Linked DNA regions of Mus musculus: all the other regions are linked to region 3. A link is a contact called in public HiChIP or PLAC-seq data. All regions are on one chromosome and are shown on one strand. Each heading gives the region's core, a stretch centred on a gene start, on an enhancer-like site or on the middle of the called end of the contact. The rest is flanking DNA. Distances are from core to core; before and after follow the strand shown.

Evidence for each region. HiChIP or PLAC-seq counts read pairs in DNA pulled down with a chosen protein or histone mark.
Region 1: a contact with region 3 is called in an H3K27ac HiChIP or PLAC-seq map of microglia, with 6 times the contacts expected there. The contact joins the enhancer-like site here to the promoter of Tmem201 in region 3. A contact is called at or near these places in 1 of 39 promoter capture datasets (macrophages), 7 of 484 Hi-C or Micro-C datasets (the G1E-ER4 cell line, the HPC-7 cell line, bone marrow-derived macrophages and 3 more), 1 of 115 datasets of contacts at active chromatin or transcription factors (microglia) and 4 of 9 other capture datasets (adipose tissue, embryonic stem cells, liver and 1 more).
Region 2: a contact with region 3 is called in an H3K4me3 HiChIP or PLAC-seq map of forebrain, with 4 times the contacts expected there. The contact joins the enhancer-like site here to the promoter of Tmem201 in region 3. A contact is called at or near these places in 11 of 39 promoter capture datasets (the 3T3-L1 cell line, the SN4741 cell line, cranial neural crest and 6 more), 3 of 15 datasets of contacts at CTCF or cohesin (embryonic stem cells, large pre-B cells and pro-B cells), 44 of 484 Hi-C or Micro-C datasets (the 63-12 cell line, B cells, the C10 cell line and 22 more), 27 of 115 datasets of contacts at active chromatin or transcription factors (T-cell acute lymphoblastic leukemia, astrocytes, bone marrow-derived dendritic cells and 19 more) and 4 of 9 other capture datasets (adipose tissue, embryonic stem cells, macrophages and 1 more).

The regions. Positions count from the first base shown.
Region 1 is chr4:149,561,243-149,565,000 of GRCm38.p6, reverse strand. It overlaps Ctnnbip1 (catenin beta interacting protein 1), which reads right to left. Exons shown (of 5, transcript NM_023465.4): 5 at 1-796. The coding sequence ends at 738. Among named protein-coding and RNA genes, the nearest start is that of Clstn1, 23 kb to the left of the region's middle. Within about 2 kb of position 2,295, at least 122 of the 459 cell types and tissues checked have an H3K27ac peak or open chromatin away from gene starts, as enhancers often do. A contact at or near this core is called in adipose tissue, bone marrow-derived macrophages, cerebral cortex and 1 more, where this site is marked.
Region 2 is chr4:149,978,111-149,981,784 of GRCm38.p6, reverse strand. It overlaps H6pd (hexose-6-phosphate dehydrogenase (glucose 1-dehydrogenase)), which reads left to right. Exons shown (of 5, transcript NM_001291004.1): 5 at 1-2,311. The coding sequence ends at 227. Among named protein-coding and RNA genes, the nearest start is that of H6pd, 23 kb to the left of the region's middle. Within about 2 kb of position 1,889, at least 206 of the 459 cell types and tissues checked have an H3K27ac peak or open chromatin away from gene starts, as enhancers often do. A contact at or near this core is called in the HL-1 cell line, the SN4741 cell line, Sertoli cells and 12 more, where this site is marked.
Region 3 is chr4:149,736,582-149,739,940 of GRCm38.p6, reverse strand. It overlaps Tmem201 (transmembrane protein 201), which reads left to right and starts at 1,873. Exons shown (of 11, transcript NM_001284270.1): 1 at 1,873-2,106. The coding sequence starts at 1,994.

The DNA of each region.
Region 1 (3,758 bases), core at 1,046-3,545, 180 kb after region 3:
CATTCTCCAGGTGTACCCTCAGGCCTCATGTAACCAGCAGAGTGGAAGAAAGACCATAGCAACGGGAGTCAGGGGTGAGCCAATGGGAAACCAAACCCGCATCTTACTGCCAATCAAATCCAAACACAAACCCACTACGTGAAGGCAGCAGCCAGCTCTTTGTGTAATAAATATTGCAAAGCTCACTTCATTTCTTTCTTTCTTTTTTTTTTCAAGTCAAATATAACAATATCCCAAACCCTGTTTTCTGCTTTCAGAACAGAGGAAGTCGGTGATGTGAACAGAACACCTACAGCCAATCAAAGAAAAGACCACGTCCCACTAGCCAGCCAATCATAACCCTTTTCCAGTTTAAGCAACCAATCAGGCCTCTTCACATTCCTAAAAATGACCTAAATAAAGCACCAGAGCTCGGAGAGCTTCCGGGGAAGCCAGATACCGAGGCGCAAATGTTTAAAAAAATAAAGAGTCAGAAATAAAAATAAAAGGTTTCCGTTGGTCAAGATTTAAAAATAAAAAGGTTTCTTCCTGCAGCCAATCTCAAGTCCATCCCTTTAAGCCAATCACAAACCACCTTGATGCCAGCCCTGCTGAGTGGCGGCTGGGTGGGGAGGGTCGGATGGGGTAAGGGGTGCAAAGGGTAAGAAGACGGTGGTTTGCTACCACTCAACCGGCAGAGGAGCCACACAGATCTCTTGGCCATCTGCAGCTTCCAGGGAGTTCCGAGGGGCTTCCAGCTACTGCCTCCGGTCTTCCGTCTCCGATCTGGAAAACGCCATCACCACGTCCTCTGCACCTGCAGACCAGGGGACAAGAACTGCTAATGGCTTCTGGAATCAGGACAAGGCAGAAAGGCTGTGCTCACTGGGAGCAGCCCTCCTTATCTTCCCACCCTTGCCAAACTGTGCTGAGCTTGGAGTGCTTCAAAGGTCCGGGATGTAATTCAGCTGATAGAGTACTTGTCTTGCATGCAAAAGCCCCCGGGTTGGCCCCCTAGCAGCACATGAACTGCTGATATGGCAAAGGGGTCAGAAGTTCATGGTCATCCTTGGCTACAGTGAGTTCAGGGCCAGCCGGGGGCACATGGCAACCTAATAAAAACTACCGGGAAGGAGACAGAAGTGTTTCTAACTAAGTCCACCTCTCCTTAGACTTCCTACAGCCAATCTGGGGACATGAGTGACCCCACCCTGCTGCAAAGCTTCAGAGCCTGGTTCAAAGCCTCATAGCTAGGAGATAAGACAGGTCCTGGGGCAGGACTCTGCTCAGCCCATGTCCCTTGCTCCAAGGGCATCACATTAGGATGGGAGGTAACGTTTTCTTGGGAGCCTCTCTCTTCTCAAGTGTAGATTTTGGTAGTGGAGAGACGGTTCTTACAGAGGACCCAGGATCGATTCCCAGCACCTACACACTGGCTCACAACCCTCTGGGATTAAAGCTATGTGCCATTATGTCTAATACCCATAGTCATTTGTGACTGAAAATCAAATCAAATAATTGAAAACTGCTTACTTCTCATTGTTGTATGGTGGGGCGACACACTCCTGCATGTGTGTAAAGGTCTGATGACAACCCCATAAAACTGGTTCTTTCCTCCCACCTTTGCATGGGCTTTGGGGATCGAATTCGGGTGGTCAAGCTTGGTGGCAAGCTCCTGTACACACTGAGCCCTCTTGCCAGCCCTCTCACTATGAATGCAAACACTATTCACCTCTGCCACAGCCTCCCTTTGCTCAAACCCAGCCTTTGTTCCAAGGAGCCTGGCCACGCCCATTTCCAGCCTGCTGCCTGCCAGGCTTGACAGAAATATATGATACCCATTTCTTATGGTTTTTCTTAATCCTGAATTTGAGATTCTAGTCCAGCCACTCATGAAATCGCTCCCTTTGTCTTGTTCTCCCTAAGACAGGCTCTGACACATTGCCAGAAGAGGCAAGGGGAGGAGGGAAGGAGCAGGAAATGCTAGCCTACCCAAGCTGTCGGTACCTCCTGCTCCCTGTCCGCCTTTTCTAAAGCGTGGTGGTCCTGCATCTTGCCCTAAGCGGTAGCAGTGAGGCTGCCTGTGCCTCTGGCATACCTCCCTGCTGCGCTATGGGAAGCTATCTCCCTGGAAGACGCAGATGGGAACAGCAGGGAAAGCAAAGGCCTCCAAGGACTGGGTTGGGTTAGGTGGGGGTGGGGTGCACCAGAGCCTCCGGCACTTGGACCAGAGTCGCACAGTGTTGCTCATCCTTGTCCACACCATCCCGTGCACGCACCTTGCTGCCTGGAGGAGCCAGGGGGCACCCCAGGCAGTGCTGCGGAAGGGTGGCCCAGACGAACACGTGACATTCGGAAATCCTGCCTTCACATCAGCACAGTGGTGCTAAGGGAACGTAATCTATCATCCACCCAGCCTGTTTCTGCCTCATCGGTGTTCTTGGAAAGACAGACAAGCCTCCAGAAAGGAGCGCAGACATCTGGCTTCTTGCTTGAGAAGCCCTCAGATCCTTTCTCTGTTCTCACTCCAGTCCTGGGACCATGCACTATCACTGCAAGCAGGACTGTCGCCAGGATTACGTCATACCCTGTGTGGTGGCTGAGCTGGGTGTCTAACAGATGCTGGTTTCTCTGAGGGCTGCCTCCAGCTCGCTAGGCATGAGGGGGTCGAAGCAAGACCGTGCTGGGGAGGCGTCAGCAGAAGATGCTTCTGGGGCAATGAACGGAGACAACCCACTCTCTTCCTTCCTCACTTGCCTCGTGGGTTTTCTCGCAGGGACCTTGGGCCTCTGCAGAGAGCTGCATGTGCAAAAATAGCACTGGGTCCCCAGGAGGAAATGGGCCACTGGCTCCTTAGAGAAGCTCAAATCCCCATCACTGGGCTCTGCAAACTGCTCATGGGTCCATGTCCTGTACTCTGAAGACAGCAAGTGTGCTGGCTGTTTTTTTATGTCAACCTGACATAAGCTGAGGGTATCTGAAAGGAGGAAACCTCAACTGAGAAAATGCTCTCTTACATAAGACTGGGCTGCAGGCAAGCCTGTAGGGTCTTTCATTAATTAGTGATCGATGTGGGAGGGTTTAGTCCATTATGGGTGGGGCCACTCCTGGCCTGTGGTCCTGGGTTCTATAAGAAAGCAGGCTGAGCAAGGCATGAGGAGCAAGCCAGTAAGCAGCATCCTCCGTGGCCTCTGCATCAGCTCTGCCTCCAGGTTCCTGCCCTGCTGAGTTCCTGCCCTCGTTGCTGTTGATGATGCACTGTTCTATGGAAGCTGAGTGAAATAAACCCTTCCTCTCCAAGTTGCCTTTGGTCATGGTGTCTCACAACAGCAATAGAAATGACCTTGCCAAGGTCACACATTTACTCTGACGAGTAAGTAATAGGATACCCAGAGCAAAAGCTTTGTAAGAATTTTACCCTCCCTCCCACACTGCCAGCTGGCTAGATTCTCCCTGACTGGGAACCCACAGGCCTCATTTCAGAGTCTATGTTCTGTTTTTGGGGCTGCAGAAGGAGTCCTCAGAGATGCTCCCATCCCGCAACCATTCCCGTTCCTAAGGGATTTGCTGACCACCAGAACTTCCTTCCTTTGAAGCCAGAGAGAGGGCAGAGCATCCTCTGACCTGTTTCTATTAGGAGTGGGCCAGGCACTCAGCCTTCAGTTAAAGCCAGAGGATGCTCGCGGTCCCTCCCTTCTCTGGACGTTGGATCAGGAAACAAAAGGATGGGAGAGCTACTCAGCTGGTCATCTTGGATCCACCCCTAAAATTCAGTTCCT
Region 2 (3,674 bases), core at 640-3,139, 240 kb before region 3:
TGCTGACGGAGAGCCCGTTCAGGCCACACCAACGCATGAGCCTCAGCCTGCCCCTCATCAACCGAGCCAAGAAGGTAGCTGTCCTGGTCATGGGCAGGACAAAACGTGAGATCACAACGTTGGTGAGCCGCGTGGGCCATGAACCCAAGAAGTGGCCCATCTCAGGTGTGGTGCCTCTTTCTGGGCAGCTGGTTTGGTACATGGATTACGAGGCCTTTCTGGGATGACAGTACCATCCTGGTCTTAGTCACTCTCAGCCTTCCTCTTTAGCTGCCCACTGTGCCTCAGCTGTGTGGAGCCTGGTACCAGAGTCAGGCCCCAGAGAAGGGAGGACAAAACTCTGTGCCGACTTCCTGGACCCACTGGTTCTCGGGAATTTCGGTGCCTGCACATGGAAACAAGGTAGAGCTCTGGCCTCAAAACCCAGATAGGAGAGGGACTAAGGCCTCCAGCAGTTACACACCAGTAGCTACAACACACAGTAAGACTGGGCGAAGGCTCCACGCTAAAGAACCAAAGTGGCCTGCCAAGACTGGCCTGCGATCTTCAAACTGGTTTCTGTGGAAAGAGGGGCCAGTGTTGATGGGGAGCAGGGTGCAGAGACTCCTGGTGAATGTCTTGCTCTGAGCCAGGCCAGCAGAGTAGACACAATCCTGAGCCTGCACCGGGCGCCTTGCCTCTTCTGGTATCCCATCATCCCTCTGTGCACCTAGCTGAGATCCAGCGCTCCTCCGGGCAGCTTCTGTCTACTCTGGGAGGACACCCACTGTCCTCAGTATTCCCCATTACCCCTCAGCCTCTCCCTCTCTACAGACACAGACACTGCCACGTCAGAAGTTCCCCCAGATCTAGAGACCGGGGCTCCCTTTCCCACTAAGAACTGTTATGCTGTCATTGGGCTGTCGGGCATCTCTGATCTATCTAGACGGGAGGGCTCTGTCTGCTCCTGGGTCGGGGGTGACTCCAGATCACAGCCTCTTTCTAGGGCTTATGTGGCCAATTGCCAGCATCAGGGCAGACTGCAGCTAGCCCTCCTCACACTACCTCTCTCTGGCTTCAAGTCTGGCAGCAGCCCCTCCTCTGCCGGGCATCTCCACCATTCTTACTGACGAACCTGGTACCACTGGGAACACTACAGGCAGCTCCTAACTTCAGTCCCCTCCAGGGCCAACAACATAAACATTTCAGGGCACATACAGTTTTCATTTAGGCCTCCTGCTGAGTCATGTGAACAAGGGAAGGCCCAGAAGGGTTAGGATGGCCCGTCCTCACAGTTACCTATGTGTCAGTCACAGAGTCTCCGTGTCTTTCAGAATTTTCCCATAGAGAGGTTTCCTGTGATGAGGAGCGTCAGGAAATCTGTTTCTCTCCTTTTATTTGATTGTACTTTCTCCCAGACAGCACATGGAAAAGAATTCTTGCTTTCACTAGAGATGTGTGCATAGAGTGTAGCCTGAGCTGAGGGCTCTGTATGAAAGGCACTCTTGTTGAAATTCTGCTTACTCTGACCTCCAGTGACCCAGACTGACAGAACACCTCTATTCCTTGGCAGAAAAGAGGAACGCCCTGGGGTCCTTTCCTGGCCTGCTTTGCTCAGGCTTGGATGCAGGTAGTCGCAGGTGAAGTTCCACCTTTAGCCATGTGGGGGAGCCCACGTGCCACCACTCACATTCCACCCAGGAGGCGGGTTTTAGTGCCAAACGTCTTTTCTTCGCTTTTCTTGCTCACTGCCTCTCAGGCGTCTTAGCCCAGTGCGTTTTCATCAGTTCTTAGGGACTCGGCCTTCTGCAGTTGCAACATCAGAGAGCAAGGGGCCTTGCATGCCTCAGGAGAGAGGGTGCCCAGGCTCTGTGTCACCATTCTGAATAACGGTGAGTCACTGCCCAGCCTGAGCCTAGAATGTCCCGTTCTTATCCAGATGAATGACTCGCCTCTGTCTGTGGGGAGTCTCTGCACAGGGGAGGCCAGTGTGGGGGAAATACCAAAGATCTCCTTTCCGGAAGCAAGCACAAATAAAATTTCATTGGAAAGGTTGGTGGGGGACATTGTCTGTGTTCTCTGGCATGCACCTGTGTGTGCCCTTTCCCTTTCTGCCCCGGGTTAGGAAGGAGTGATGTTCAGAGCCAGGACCACGGAAGATGCTGCTCTTCAGACTTTCTGAACCATCATCCACAGCCAGCAGGGCTTTACCAATCAGTCACATCTGTGTACGAATCTGTCTCAGGAAGGAGCTCTCAGCCTTAAGACCTGGGATACCCTCTATTTTTTTAAAAATTTTCATTAAAAAATTGTTGCTTGCAAACCACTTAACATTGAGTTGATAAACAGTGTGACGAATACAGCCTTTGCCAGCCTCCTGCCTGTCTGGAAGTGGGGATCTGAGGCTGGGAAGACAGGACAAGGTGTCCAGGTTCCTGGGGAAGGGAAGAGGGACATGTGGTCACTGTGTCTGGGACACAGCCTTCCCTCCCTGGATTCACTTCTGGCTCCCTTAGGGTCCCTGTAGCTGTGGCTTAGCACTGGCCTGCAGGCCGTAACCCTGGGCTGGCTCTGACCCCGCCTGGGATCTTCTAACTGCACCCTGCTCACTCCCTGTTGAAACAATGGAAGCAAAAGTCTGCACCTTGCCTGGTGGCTCTGTGGTCTCCCCACTGATGGGCAGATGCTAAATGCTATGCACAGGCACACCTTGTCCTGCCAATAGCCCAGTGTGCCACGTGGCAGGGCCTTAGTGACTGAAGATTTGAAACTGGGAAAATGTCCAGTGTTGTCCAGAAACTGTATGTTAGATTCTAGAAGCCATGCCAGCACCCTGTGGGGCCTGTTCCTTTCCAGGGGACCCATGAAGGGCTCACATGGCTGAGTCAGGTTCCTTGGGTAGGCCTGTGAGTCCACTATGGGAAGGACACAGGGGCATACAAATGGCAGAAGTTGTCCTCCTTGGGGCGACATGCCAGTTAGCATCTCCAGGCTAGATCCTGATTTCTAATTCCAGGCAAATGTTCCTGGTAACTGCACTTTAAGTAGTCCCATCTTGTTAATTTCTTGCTTCTTCTTCTTTTTTTTTTTAAATGATTTTAAAATTTTTATGTGCATGTTTGCCTGCCTATGTGTCTGTGTGAGGGTATCAGATGCCCTGGAACTGGAGTTACAGACAGTTGTGAGCTGCCATGTGGGTGCTGGGAATTGAACCCAGGTCCTCTGGAAGAGCAGCCAGTGCTCTTAACCACAGAGCCAGCTCTCCAGCCCCAATTTCCGGCTTACTATTGCTCTGGAGAAAATACTCTCTTCTCACTTTTGCTCCCCAAATTAGTGGAATCAGAGCTGCCTTCCACTTGGACTGATATCTTAGCGCTCTCCCAGGAGGGCCTCCTCCGCAGCCTGACAGGCCTTGAGCTCCCCCATGCTCTTTTGCCTTCTTTCTCTGACTCTGACAGAGAGTCGGGGGTGTGCCATGCAAAAGGGAATGAAGAAGCCTCCAGAAAACCCTCATGGGGTTACTTCTTAGAGCTTAATTTCCAGGAACCTTTTTTGGATTTTGTCTCCCGCGGAGTGTGCGAGCCCCTCAGAGCAGCTCTGCAGCAGATCCGCAGCTGCGTTTTCATCTTAGACAGCTGGCACCCCTGCAGGCCTCCGCTCACTACTAGAAAAATCACCTGGCAACATTCCAGGGA
Region 3 (3,359 bases), core at 624-3,123:
TTTCTGTTTTGGTGGTTTTGTGTTATTTAGTTTTAAAGTTTCTACCTGTGTCACCTTCCAGGAACTTCGCCAGCTGGACACCAAAACCTAAACACATGGGACTTGGATGAGTTCTGAGTCTGAAATCTGGATCTGAAATCATTTTTCCTTCCCTTTGCCTAAGACTTAGAGATGCCAATAGTCATGCGGTGCCTAAGATGGTGTGAGTGATGTTCAGGAAGCTCTTAGACAACAGCTATCTGCTGGAGACCTTTCCTGGAACTCAAGGCATCCGATCCAGAAAGTGAATGATGTGTGGGCGTGGCCATGCATTGTGTGAGCCAGTGCACTCTAGGCACACTCAGAGCTAATAGAAAGCAAAAGGAGGATGGGAAAGGTCTTGTCTCTGATGTACAAGCGACACCTTCCAGGCTTTTACATTGATTCCCTGCACACAACCTGCTCCTTCCTTCCTGACTGGTGACATGTGGACAGGTGAGCTGCCAACAAAAGCGAGAGATTATTACAGTGACCCTCAAGCCATCATTGCCCACAGAGAACTTGATCTTAAAGACACTCATAGGGGCTGATGAGATGGCTCAGCAGGTAAGAACACCCGACTGCTCTTCCTGAAGGTCCTGAGTTCAAATCCCAGCAACCACATGGTGGCTCACAACTATCCGTAATGAGATTTGATGCCCTCTTCTGGAGTGTCTGAAGACAGCTACAGTGTACTTACATATAATAAATAAATAAATCTTTAAAAAAAAAGAGACACTCATAAAATTGTGTGTGTGTGTGTTGGTGGGGTATTCTACAGAAACATAGTATGTAATTAGAGATAAACTTTTTTTAGATTTTTGTTTTTGTTTTGTTTTTGTTTTGTTTTTCAAAACACGGTTTTTCTGTGTATCAGAGTCCTGTCTGTCCTGGAACTTGCTCTGTAGACCAGGGTGGCCTTGAACTTACAGAGATCTGCCTTCCTCTGCCTCCCAAGTACTGAGATTAAAGGTGTGCACCACCATGCCCCATAATTTTTTGACCTTTTTTTTTTTAAAGAAATCAAAGGCTTGTGCCACAACATCTGCCCAACCTGGTATAAATATTTCTTGCTAGAGATGTTTTGTTTTATTTTGTTTTGTTTTAGGACAGGACCTACCTACTAGCCCATGGATTGCCTGATGACCTGGAACTCACTGTGTAGTCCAAGCTGACCTCAAATTTACAAAAATCCGCCTACCTCCACAGGGATTAAAGGCGTGCATCACCAAGCCTCAGTGAGTTTTTCTTGATCCCTAATTTAGCTCACGTAAATGCTGAAGCACGCCTGTAAGTGGCTCTTCCCTCCATCTCACTCCCCGAGGTAATCTATTTGAAGTGCACAGACTTCATCAAACTTGGCAACTATGAAAATCATCTACATTCGACTAAAGAAAAAAAAAAGGATAATCCCTTCAGGACCAATCCCCCCCCACACACACACACACCTTAGCCATTCACTCTAATGGCTGCATTATGTTCCGAAACATGCTATCCTGTGATTATTTAACCTCGTTTCCGTCTTTGGACGTTTGTGTTTGTGCAAGCTAATTTTCAACCACTGTGGCGTCTGAAGCGGCACAGACCGACTTTAGCCCAACGCCAGGAAAGCAGGACTAAGTGGAGAAAGCATTGGCAAGGATTAGCGTTAAGGTAGCAGCACTAGGACCTGCAAATGCATGCGTGCGCAGGCTGCAGGCGCAGGCGGGACTCCTTCCAGCTCTAGAGAGTGGCTTTGCAACTGTGGACGCTGGGGGGCGCGTCCGAGCCAGTGCCGAGGGCTTCCGTAGGCGCCCCGCCCACTCAGGCTCGCCCCGCGCCGCGATTGGCTGCGCGGCGGGAGCGCGCCGAGTCAAGGGGCGGGCTCGCGCCGGCTACAAAGCGGCGAAGGTCACGGCGCGAGCTGGAGCGCGCGGGCCGCTGGGAGTCTCTTTTGCGGCCCGCGCCCCTTGCCCACCGACTCGGCCCGGAAGCCATGGAGGGAGTGAGCGCGCTGCTGGCTAGCTGCCCCACCGCCGGCCTGGCGGGCGGCCTCGGGGTCACGGCGTGCGCTGCCGCCGGCGTGGTGCTCTACCGGATTGCGCGGAGGTGAGTGCGCGCCCCGCTGCACGCGGCCCGGGCCGCCGCCCCGCCCCCGCGAGGCCACGGCGGAGTCCTAGGGGCGGACCAGGCCTGCTCGCGAATGCGGGACGCATTCTCCGCCACCGCCTTTGCCCTCACCCCCTAAAAGCCTCGTCGGGGAGCAGCCGCCGACCGTGGCTGGGGGAGGGGGCTGCTGCTTGCTCCTCCCTTCGAGGCCCGTGCTCCTGGCTGGACTGCCCTGCTGGGCCTCTGCCGCCCATCGGTTAGGAGGATGAGAGCTGGCGCTTGATGGTCTGTATGCGATAGCAATAACATTCCTCGCGTAAGCTTTCCCCCGGAGAAGCCTTGGAGCTGAGTACTTAGAAGGCACGTGTGAGCAGTAGCAGCCTGAGGCAGGAGCCTGCGCTCCACACATTTAAGGAACTTGTCCACTCAGAGGTGTACGCTGTACTCCTTGGACACATGTCACGGATGGGCTTTGGGATCAATACCCTGGCCTGTCATGGCTCAGAGACCACGCAGACCCCAGTACTCCAAGCTTGCCGTGGTCAAACCCCAGAATGGAGTCGTTTCTCCAGCAGCGTGAAGGAATAGCTCACCTGATCACATTTCCCGAGGATAGGAACATACACGCATTCGTGGGAGCCTCTTTGGGACAGCCGGGGATGTGCAGTGCTCGGGACTTGACCCTAGTCGCTGGATGACAAGGAGCTATGGTTTGAACTGGCAATCAGGGTGATAGGTCGCCCTCCTTAACCCTGCATTTCTTCTGCAGGAGAGGGCAGGCAAAAGTTGTTAGAGGTAGGTGAGTCAGCGGCACCTAAGGAGGGGATGGATGTCAGCTGTGTTTGAAAGAGGGGGCCACATCCCGGGGGGCTGAGAGAGTGCCTGACTCTAGATCTCAACCCAAGCTTCCTGTCTTGTTCCCACCCAGTTTTTGGGAGTCAGAGGGACCGCTTAAGATCAGCCAACCCAAAGCAGTCCCTCGTTACCTGGGCCTAGGGGAGCCTGGGCAGTCTGTTCATGTGCCAAGCAGAGCTTGTCCCAAAAGCCAGGCATCTCCTGGCTGCCTCTGCCAGCTCAGGGCATTTGGCCAAAAGAGCAGAGTGGGACTTGTTGTGGCCAGGACTGGCTGCCTGTCACCCTTCCTGTCCTGCCAACGAATGCCTTGCCTCTGCTAGAGACAGGAATCTGAGTTCTTGGTGAGGTGTGTGTGGGACATGTATTTCTTTTTGTTGTTGTTTTTTTTGTTTGTTTGT